Linked DNA regions of Hordeum vulgare: region 1 is linked to region 2. The links are chromatin contacts, called in public Hi-C maps. All regions are on one chromosome and are shown on one strand. The core of a region is the stretch at or near the end of the contact, and the rest is flanking DNA. Distances in the headings are between cores, read along the strand shown.

Region 1 (5,034 bases), core at 1,305-3,804, 280 kb before region 2:
AGGAGGAGAAAATCTGAGTTATGAGTTTGGCAATCACCTAAGACAATGTCGAATTGTTTCGCTGTTGACGCCACCTGGAACACCACAACATAATGGTGTATCCGAAATCGAACCTTATTGGATATGGCGTGTTCTATGATGTCTCTTGCCAATTTGCCACTATCATTTTGGGGTTATGTGTTAGAGACAACTGCATTCACTTTAAATAGGGCATCATCTAAATCCGTTGAGACGACGACATATGAACTATGATTTGGCAAGAAACCAAAGTTGTCGTTTCTTAAAGATTGGGGATGCGATGCTTATGTCAAAAATCTTCAGCCGGAAAAGCTTGAATCCAAAGTGGAGAAATGCATCTTCATAGGATACCCCAAAAGAGACGGTTGGGTATACCTTCTATCTCAGATCCGAAGGCAAAGTGTTTGTCGCTAAAAATAGAACATTTCGCGAGAAAGAGTTTCTGTGGAATGAATTGAGTGGGAGGAAGATAGAACTTGATGAGGTTGTTGAACCTTTACTTCAACCAAAGAGTGGCGCACCGTAGAAAGATGTTTCTGCGGAGCATACATCAATTGAAGATGAAGCTAATGATGATGATTGTGGAGCTTCAGATCAAGTTACTATCGAACCTCGTAGGTCGACAAGGGCACACATTGCTCGTGAGTGGTACGGTAACCCTGTCTTAACGGTCATGTTGTTGGACAACAATGAACCTACGAGCTATGAAGAAGTGATGGTGGGCCCGAATTCCAACAAATAGTTAGAGGCCATGAAACCCGAGATAGGATCCATGTATGAAAACAAAGTATGGACTTTGGAAGTATTACTAGAAGGGCTAAAGGCCCTTTAGAATAAATGAATCTTTAAGAACAAGACGGACGCGGGTGGTAATGTCATCGTCTATAAAGCTCGACTTGTGGCAAAAGGTTTTTCACAGGTTCAAGGAGCTGACTACGATGATACTATCTCACCTATAGCGATGCTTAAGTCTGTCAAAATCATGTTAGCAGCAGCCGCATTTTTCGATTATGAAATTTGGCAGATGGATGTCAAAACATCATTTCTTAATGGTTTCCTTAAGGAAGTGTGGTATATGATGCAACCGGAAGGTTTTGTCGATCCACAGAATACTGACAAGTATGCAAGCTCCAGCGATCCACTTATGGACTAGTGCAAGAATCTCGGAGTTGGAATCAGCGCTTTGATGAGGTGATCAAAGCATTTAGCTTTATACAAGTTTTGGACAAGCTTGTATTTACAAGAAAGTGAGTGGGAGCTCTATAGCGTTTCAAATATTATATGTGGATGACATATTACTAATTGGAAACAATATAGATTTTTTGGGAAGCGTAAAGAAATATTTGACCAAGAGTTTTTCAATGAAGGACCTAGGAGAAGAGCTATCATATTAGGCATCAAGATAATAGAGATAGATCAATACGCCTAATAGGACTTTCACACAACACATAACTTGACAAATCAGCCGGAATTTGAAATGTTTTTCTAGATTATTGAAAAAATGTTCCGGAATTTGAAAAAATGCTCTGGAATTTTAAAACAAAATCTGAATTGCTAATCGAAATATTTCTTATTTTACAAAAAAATGTTCCGAAATTTGAAAAAATGTTCCGGAAATCGGAAAGTATTCTCGCATTTGAAAAAACGTTCTAGAATTTGAAAAAATAGAAAAACAATTATTAGAATTATTTCAAACAACAAAATAAGCTGGGTCACAATGTTATTATTTTCACATTTGTATAAAAAATCATATTTTACGAAAAATCTTTTGTTTTATTAAATTGTTCACAAATGGAAAACTTGTTCAAATTTTGTTCACCAATTCTGAAAATATTCATTATTTTAAAATGTTCGGGGATTTTAGAAAATATTCTTCATTTTCTAAAAAAAGGTTTTCCTTTTCAAAAAATGTACGTAAGTTCAAAAAATGATCTGTTTCAAAAAGTGTACATAAGTTCATTTAATGTTAACCGCTTGAATAATTATTCACAACTTTTCAGAAATGTTTGTGTTTCCAACAAAAATCTCGTATTAGAAAACTGCACAACTTTTCAAAAGATGTTCCCGTTTGCAAAAAGGTACATTTTGCAAAAGATGAACGTTTTCCAAAAGAATGGTCAAAATAATTCTTTTTTTTTCAAAAATTGCACATTTTTGTAGCTTCTGAACATTTTACGGAATTTTGATTTTTTTTTTCTGAAGAACAAGAAACAGAAGAATAAGTAAATAAAATGAGTAGCATAAAAACTGAAAAAGAAAAGGAGAAAAGGAATCAAAAAAAGGAAAAGAAATAAACTAAAAAGAAACTAAAAAGAAACAAAAAAATAATAAATTAAAAAAACAGAAAAATCCCTATAAATACTAGTTTAAGATCCTTCTAGAAGGTTTCCAAAACCGGTTACGAACCTTCTAGAAAGGTCCAAAAATCGGACGGTGTACCTTGTGCGTTCTCACGCAATTGGGCCGGTCCATTTCGATTGCCTGTTGGTTCGTCTTTGTACGAATGGTTGACACCGTGCCGCAATGAGCGATGTATAGGACGTCCCGCTCCTACCTACCGTTCGTTGCAACAGAGACGAGCTGCAAGGCACAGGGGCTCTCCCCAACTAGGCCGGTCCAGCTTATTTTTTGTTAAATCCAATTTTTCTATTTTTTTTTCTTTTTCTGCTTATTTCCTTTTTTTGTTAGCTTTTCTTTCTTTTTTGCTTTTCTTTTCGTATTTTAAGAAAAAACCATTTCTTGAATATGTAGAAAAATTTGAAAGCGCGAATAAATTTTTAAAGCACGAATATTATATTAATTTTGAGAACAAATTAAGAAACCGAGAACAATTTTGAGAAATCTTGAACAAATTTTGGAGCGCGAACAATTTTTTAAAGTACGAACATTATTTCAATCTTGCGAACAAAATTTTCAAAATAAAAACAATTTAAAAAAATTCGAACAAATTTGAAAGCGCAAACATTTTTCGAATTTTGAGAACAAATTTGAAACTGAGAACAATTATGAAAAACCGTGAAGAAATATGGAAGCGCGAACAATTTTTTAAAGCTTGAATATTTTTTGAAACTTGATAACAAAATTTTGAAAGGGAGATAAATTTTTTAAAGCACATTTTTTTAATTTTGAGAACAAATTTTAAAACTGAGAACAATTTTAAAAATCATGTACAAATTTGGAAGTGCGAACCTTTTTTTAAAGCACGATTTTTTTTTAAATCTTGAGAACAAAATTTGGAACAGAAGAACAATTTTGAAAAAGTCCCGAACAAATTTGAAAGCGCGAACAAATTTTTAAAGCACAAACATTTTTTGAATTATGAGAACAAATTTAGAAACCGAGAACAATTTTGAAAAATCCTGAACAAATTTGGAAGCACGGACAATTTCTTGAATCTTGAGAACAAAATTTTGAAACGGAAAAGAATTTTTAAAAATCCTGAACAAATTTGGAAATGCAAACAAGTTTGAACATTTTTTAAAACAAAAAACAAATTTATAAAGCATTAACATTTTTTGAATCTTGAGAACAAATTTAAAAAATGAGAACAATTTTGAAAAATCGTAAGCAAATTTGGAGGCGCGAGCAATTTTTTAAACATTTGTCAAACATTTTTAAGTCGAGATTTTTTTTAAAGAAGGAACAATTTTTAAACATTTTACAATTTGAAGAATAATTTCTGAAAACCAGAACATTTTTGGAAAATCCAGAACTTTAGAAGATCTCCCTCATTGTTACCCCCCCAAAAAAGCTCGTGTGCTTGCCACCCCTATCACATGTCATGATGTTGCAAGTATGAGTTTTTATTACCCGCTGCACCGGACGAGACCTCACTTGCAGCACACTTAGATGTGTGATTGTGGTATTGTTTTTATGGGGGACAATCGCGTTTTGTGATTCATCCGATGATGATGCGATGAATGCAATGATGGGTCTTGTAACATGACAGTTCATGTTGTCAACAACATACAGGTATCTTGATGGCGGCAATTTTCATTATGGGTCATGTTGCACGGAGATTTGCAACATTGGTCATGTTTCACAGAAGTTGCGATGGCTACAATTTTCTCTCTCACAATGACTCAATTCAATAGGGGTCATGTTGCAAACCGTGAGCGCAATATGGCTCATGTTGCAAAGCAATTGTCTTTATAAATCTTCAAGCACAACATGATTTATATTGCAAACCTTCAAGTGCAATATGGCTCATGTTGCACCCACTTGTCGACTCCATGGGGTGTCTCCGTAGATCACAATAACTCGCGACTCACCAACATGAGTCAGTTTCGCTCGTCCTTTTCCATTTCTTAAATTATATGACCATTAATTTGGAAATTCATGTTTTTCAAACTTTGTCAAAAATAATATTTTTTTGAACATTTTTCAAATTTGCGAATATTTTTTGTACTTCATGGATATTTTTTATACTTCACGGAGGTTGTTTAGACTCATGACCATTTTTAAAATTTGAAAATATTTTGAATCTTGAACATTTGTTTCAAGTTCATGAATAATCTATGAGTTCGTTATTTTTTTCATATTCATGAAGATTTTTCGAATTCACTAACATTTTTAAAATTTGCAAACACTACTTCCAAATTTGTAATTACAATTTTCATATTCCTTAACATATTTAAAGTTTGCAAACACTACTTCCAAATTTGTAATTATAGTTTTCATATTCCTGAATATATTTTCAATTAAGATTTTCTTTTTCAATTCGTGAACACTTTTTTGAACCCTCGAACGTTTTTGCTACTTCATCAAACTTTTATAAGTAAAATAGAATCGGATTATAATAAAACCTAGAAAAAATATCCTGCTACGCACATTCGATTGGAGTAGCTCAAAGACGTACATATCAAAGACATAGCAAACTCTTACTTCACTAAAAATATTATGTTGGGCCGGACGCCTATTAGCGCAAGAGCTATCGGGGCAGTTGTGTATGGTGTTGCCCCATGCTCCACCTAGGTAAAATTTCACGATACAGCTAAAAAAGGTAAAATTTCATGA
Region 2 (4,624 bases), core at 932-3,431:
GCAATGTGGTCATTGACGACTAATGCAACAACCACAAGCAATTCGTTCTCCGACGACAAGTCATCTGTTGAACAAATAAAAATGTTGAAAATTCCTCATCCCCACTATCCATGGTACCTTGTGAGTAAAGTGTCGAACACCTTGCATTCGTGGTAGAGACGCAGTGGTGAAGAGCACTTTGGGATCGTAGTGGAGGCAGCTAGCTTGTAGCAGCGGGGCCAGACAGCAGCGACCTTGCAGCGCGAGTCGTGCGTGGTATTGCGGCCTTCTGGTCAACATCGACACGTAGTTGGGTACTGGTACTAGCCAAGAACTTGATCAAACACCGACATGAACACCTCCAAAAACGGGCAGGGGCAAGCCTGCGCAGCGAGTTCACGGCTGGAAAACAGGGCGGCGGCGGCGGGGGCGCGTGTGGGGGCGTGTGGGACGTGTAGGTTGCATAGGGATAGGGAAATGGAAGGAGTTGTCTCACCGACGGGCCGATCAGGGAGGACAAGGACGCACGTCCCGTCCATCCATGCGGTCTCCATTTAAATGCAAATGCAACCAATTTTAAACCGGTATGGGTTCAAGACAAACAGAAAACAGACCCAATCCGTTTGTGTTTGCACGTTGGGCCATACTTTGTATCGATTTTGCTCTAAACGAAGGTGGCCGAACGATTTGGGGTCACGACCTGGAGCTGTCCTAAGCACACGTTGTGTATAAGAGTATACTGTGGCGGGAGTCTCGAAGACTAACGAGTCTTGAGGATTACAGATTTAAACACAGATCGACTCTGAAGACCGAACCTTTTGTGGATAAAAGCAATGATGCTTTAGCATGCTCTCAAGCAAAGTAATCAAGAGAGAGAGAGAGAGAGAAAGGGATGACAGAGAGGGGGTCATATAATGCAGTGAGATCAAGTGTTTAACTGGAGAGACGTCATGGGTCAAAAGCTGACGCCAGTGAGTGAAATGATGGTGCATTTTGGAGCAAACAGGTGCTTCAGCTTTCTAACTTTGCTCTTTCATCCTCTTTTCGGGTGTCTCGTTGATTATTTATCCATTCATCTTTGGGACTCGAAGCCCTCCTCTCGTTGATATACTCCTGGCCTGGCCAGCCTGAAAAATAGCGATGCAGCAACTGCCTGAAGGAAGACGCAGCCATGAATGAATTCATGATATGCATGATGCCAATTGGGATTTCTCAGTTGTGGTGTGACCAAAGGAATGAACATTGATTGCACTGACTGCACGAAGGAATTTCCCAGGGGGTCCTTGTATGCCAGAGATTGGCAGTTCTGCTGTCCTTCATGATAAAGCGAAAAATAAGATCCAATCACACGCAGCAAACCATAACTAATGACGGAACATGCAGCTCCTGATAAACCGAAACTTTTCGAGGCCATGGCAAACAAATTACTACTAGTACTGAGATGGTGAAGACTTTTCCACAACAGCACCAGCAACAACAACAGTTGTAAAGATTAGCTAGCGGCTAGAGGAGCCTAGACTAGATCAGCATATAGATTTGTGGCAAGGGCATGGAAACTAGCGCACATGCAGAGGAGGGGTACGAGCGAGCCACAAGTGTACTGTTCCTTCCTGCAAACAGTTTTATGTCCGCAGATACATCCCTCTCTCTCACCATCAGGAATTTTGCACTGCCTTTTTCTTTCATCCTTTCTTTCTGTTGTTGCCACCGAACCGTGAGCTACAGTACGAAAGGCATTGCAGAGAAGGAGAGAAAGTGGTCTAGTTGAAGCAGTAGGAGAGGGAGAGGGAGAGGGAGAGGAGGAAGGCAAGTACTCAGCGGGACGGGAGGGAAGGCAACTTTATCGCCTTTTTCATGTTGCACGCTATCATTTCAAGATCAAGACGCTGCCGAGAGAATAAAATACTCTCGCTCTCTCCCACAGCCTCCGCCTCACATCACACACGCAAAGAGGAGAGGGACAGGGGCCAGCCACAGCGACAGCAGTACAAGCGTGGTGCTGCTGGTAGCGGTAGCCTATTACTACTACTACGACTGTGCACTACCAATGGCCCCGTAGACTCCACACCAGAGCCAACTTTGGAGGTCGACGGAGGAAGGAGGAAGAAGAGTAGCTAGCCTAGGCCAGCCGCCAGCACCGAGTTCTTCTTCCGCGGGGTTGACTGGTGGTATGAGGTGTTGCTGCCGGGCTAGATGAGAGGAATGCCCTTTGCTGCAGAGGGCCACGCGGGGAGACTGCAACAGCCCAAGCTGAGCGGCGGCTTCTGGGCGGAGCCCACGTCCGTGCTCGACCGCCGACACAGCCCCAGCCCAAGCCCGCCCTCCTCGGCCTCCACGCTGTCGTCCGAGGTGGCGAGCCTTGTGGGCGGCGGCGACGCCAAGAACGCCTCCCCACCGCCGCCGCAGACATGGCCGGCCGGGGAGGAGGTTGGTGCTGCGGCGGGGGTCAAGGAGGAGTGGGCGCACCAGCTGGCGCCGCTCGACATGGGCCTCGGCGCCGGCGAGGGCTGGGACGGCACGGCGCCGTCCGGGCTCGCTGGCCCTGACAGCACCTTCCTCCGCTGGATCATTGGCGGCGGGGAGGACGCGTCCGCGGGGATGGCCGGCGTCATGGATCCGCCCGCTCTCGAGCTCGACCACACCACGTCTATGATGTCGCCGCCAACGGCGTCTCTCGGGCCAAGCCTGTCGCCGTTCGCGCCGGCCATGGAGGACGCCAAGGTGGGCCCTTTCGGCCACGCGCCCAGCTTCCTGCTCCACCAGCACCAGCACCACCCCCAGCCACACGCGGCGTTCTTTGGCGCGCACCCGTCCTTCGAGTCGGCGCCGCCGCCGCCCAAGCGCCACCACCCGATGGCCGGCGCTCCTGCACCGAAGCTGCCTGGCTTCCAGGGGCATCTCGCTCCGGCGGGCGGGTTCTTCCCCGCCCTGAAGCCCAAGGCGGGGGCGGCGAACGACGAGGTGGCCGCCACGGTGGACCAGCTCGCCGAGGCTGCTAAGTTTGCCGAGGCGGGCGACGCCTTCGGCGCACGCGAGATATTGGCGCGGCTCAATTATCGGCTCCCCGCCGCCCCCGCGGCCGGGACGCCACTCCTCCGCTCTGCCTTCTACTTCAAGGAGGCTTTGCGCCTTGCGCTCTCCCCCACCGGAGAGACGCCCGCGCCGCCGGCGTCCACGCCGTACGACGTGGTACTCAAGCTCGGCGCGTACAAGGCCTTCTCCGAGGTTTCTCCGGTGCTCCAGTTCGCGCACCTTACCTGCGTCCAGGCGGTGCTCGACGAGCTCCGTGGCGCAGGGTGCATCCACGTGCTCGACTTCGACATCGGCATGGGCGAGCAGTGGGCGTCGCTGATGCAGGAGCTCGCGCAGCGCCGCCCGGCAACGGCACTCAAGGTCACCGCATTGGTCTCGCCGTCGTCGCACCACCCGCTCGAGCTGCAGCTCATCCACGAGAACCTATCCAGCTTCGCCGCCGAGCTTGGCGTGTTCTTCCAGTTCACCGTATTCAACATCGACACGCTCGACCCCGCTGAGCTCGTGGCCATCGCTGGCGGGGACGCGCTCGCCGTCCACCTCCCCGTCGGCGCAGCACACGCGGCCGCAATGCCCGCCGTCCTCCGCCTCGTGAAGAGCCTCGGCGCCAAGGTCGTCGTGTCCGTGGACCGCGGGTGCGACCGCACGGAGCTGCCCTTCGCCGCCCACCTGTTCCAGGCGTTCCAGTCCACCGTCTTCCTCCTCGAGTCCGTCGACGCCGTGGGCACGGATCCCGACACGGCCAGCAAGATCGAACGGTTCCTGGTCCAGCCGGCCGTGGAGCAATGCGTGGTCGGGCGCCACCGCGCGTCCATCGAAAAGGCGCCACTGCCGTGGCGAGCAGTGTTCGCGTCGGCCGGGTTCACGCCGGTGCAGGCTAGCACGTTCGCGGAGTCGCAGGCCGAGTCATTGCTGCACAAGGTGCCCGTCCGGGGGTTCCGCGTCGAGAAACACGCCCCGGGGTCGCTCTGCCTCTACTGGCAGCGCGCCGAGCTTGTGTCGGTCTCGGCGTGGCGGTGCTGACAGCCCCGACCTGCTCGCCGGCGTCGGCGTCAAAAGAAGCCGATCGATCTTAGTTAGGACTAATGATCCTACCACAAGTATTTCGTCGTTGTAATGATCCGAATCCGTCTGATCCGATCACCTCCCGCTTAGTGTCCTAAATTGGAAGTACTATGTTGTTAATGGTGTCGCCTTGCATTTGCCGCTGGTTGCTCGATATGCTCAAACTGTCGTGTCAGTTGATCACGAGTAGAATTGGCATGGCTTTGGCTTGGCAGGTTGCAGGGTGCGTGTGTCGTGGTGCAGTGCGTTTCTACCCTACGTGTTGCTACTCTATAGCTGTGAAATTAATGGTGATGGCGTTTTCAAATATTTCTTCTCCCGCTTCCTCTGTCCTTGACCGTTCTATTCTCCACTTGTCTTACCTGCCGGTTGTTTTTGCCGGTTGTTTTTGGGCCTTTCACAACACGGATCGGGGAACATGTCCCACGGAGCACGGACGTCCGTATGAACGCCTACCATTCAACCGTGATCACCAAGTGTTCGCACGAAAGCTAGCAAGTTCGATATATTGCATGCAAACTGGATAAAATTTAACAAGTTCAAAACG

What was found. Hi-C and Micro-C count contacts between places; a contact is called where the count stands out from the background.
Region 1: a Hi-C map of seedling shows a contact between it and region 2, with 2.0 times the contacts expected there. The contact joins the enhancer-like site here to the promoter of LOC123438320 in region 2. A contact is called at or near these places in 2 of 6 Hi-C or Micro-C datasets (leaf and seedling).

The regions. Positions count from the first base shown.
Region 1 is chr1H:374,008,626-374,013,659 of MorexV3_pseudomolecules_assembly, reverse strand. No RefSeq gene overlaps it. Among protein-coding and RNA genes, the nearest start is that of LOC123411435, 67 kb to the left of the region's middle. Within about 2 kb of position 2,554, at least 3 of the 3 cell types and tissues checked have open chromatin away from gene starts, as enhancers often do. A contact at or near this core is called in leaf and seedling, where this site is marked.
Region 2 is chr1H:373,728,425-373,733,048 of MorexV3_pseudomolecules_assembly, reverse strand. It overlaps LOC123438320 (scarecrow-like protein 6), which reads left to right and starts at 2,181. Exons shown (of 1, transcript XM_045115769.1): 1 at 2,181-4,386. The coding sequence starts at 2,182. The coding sequence ends at 4,035.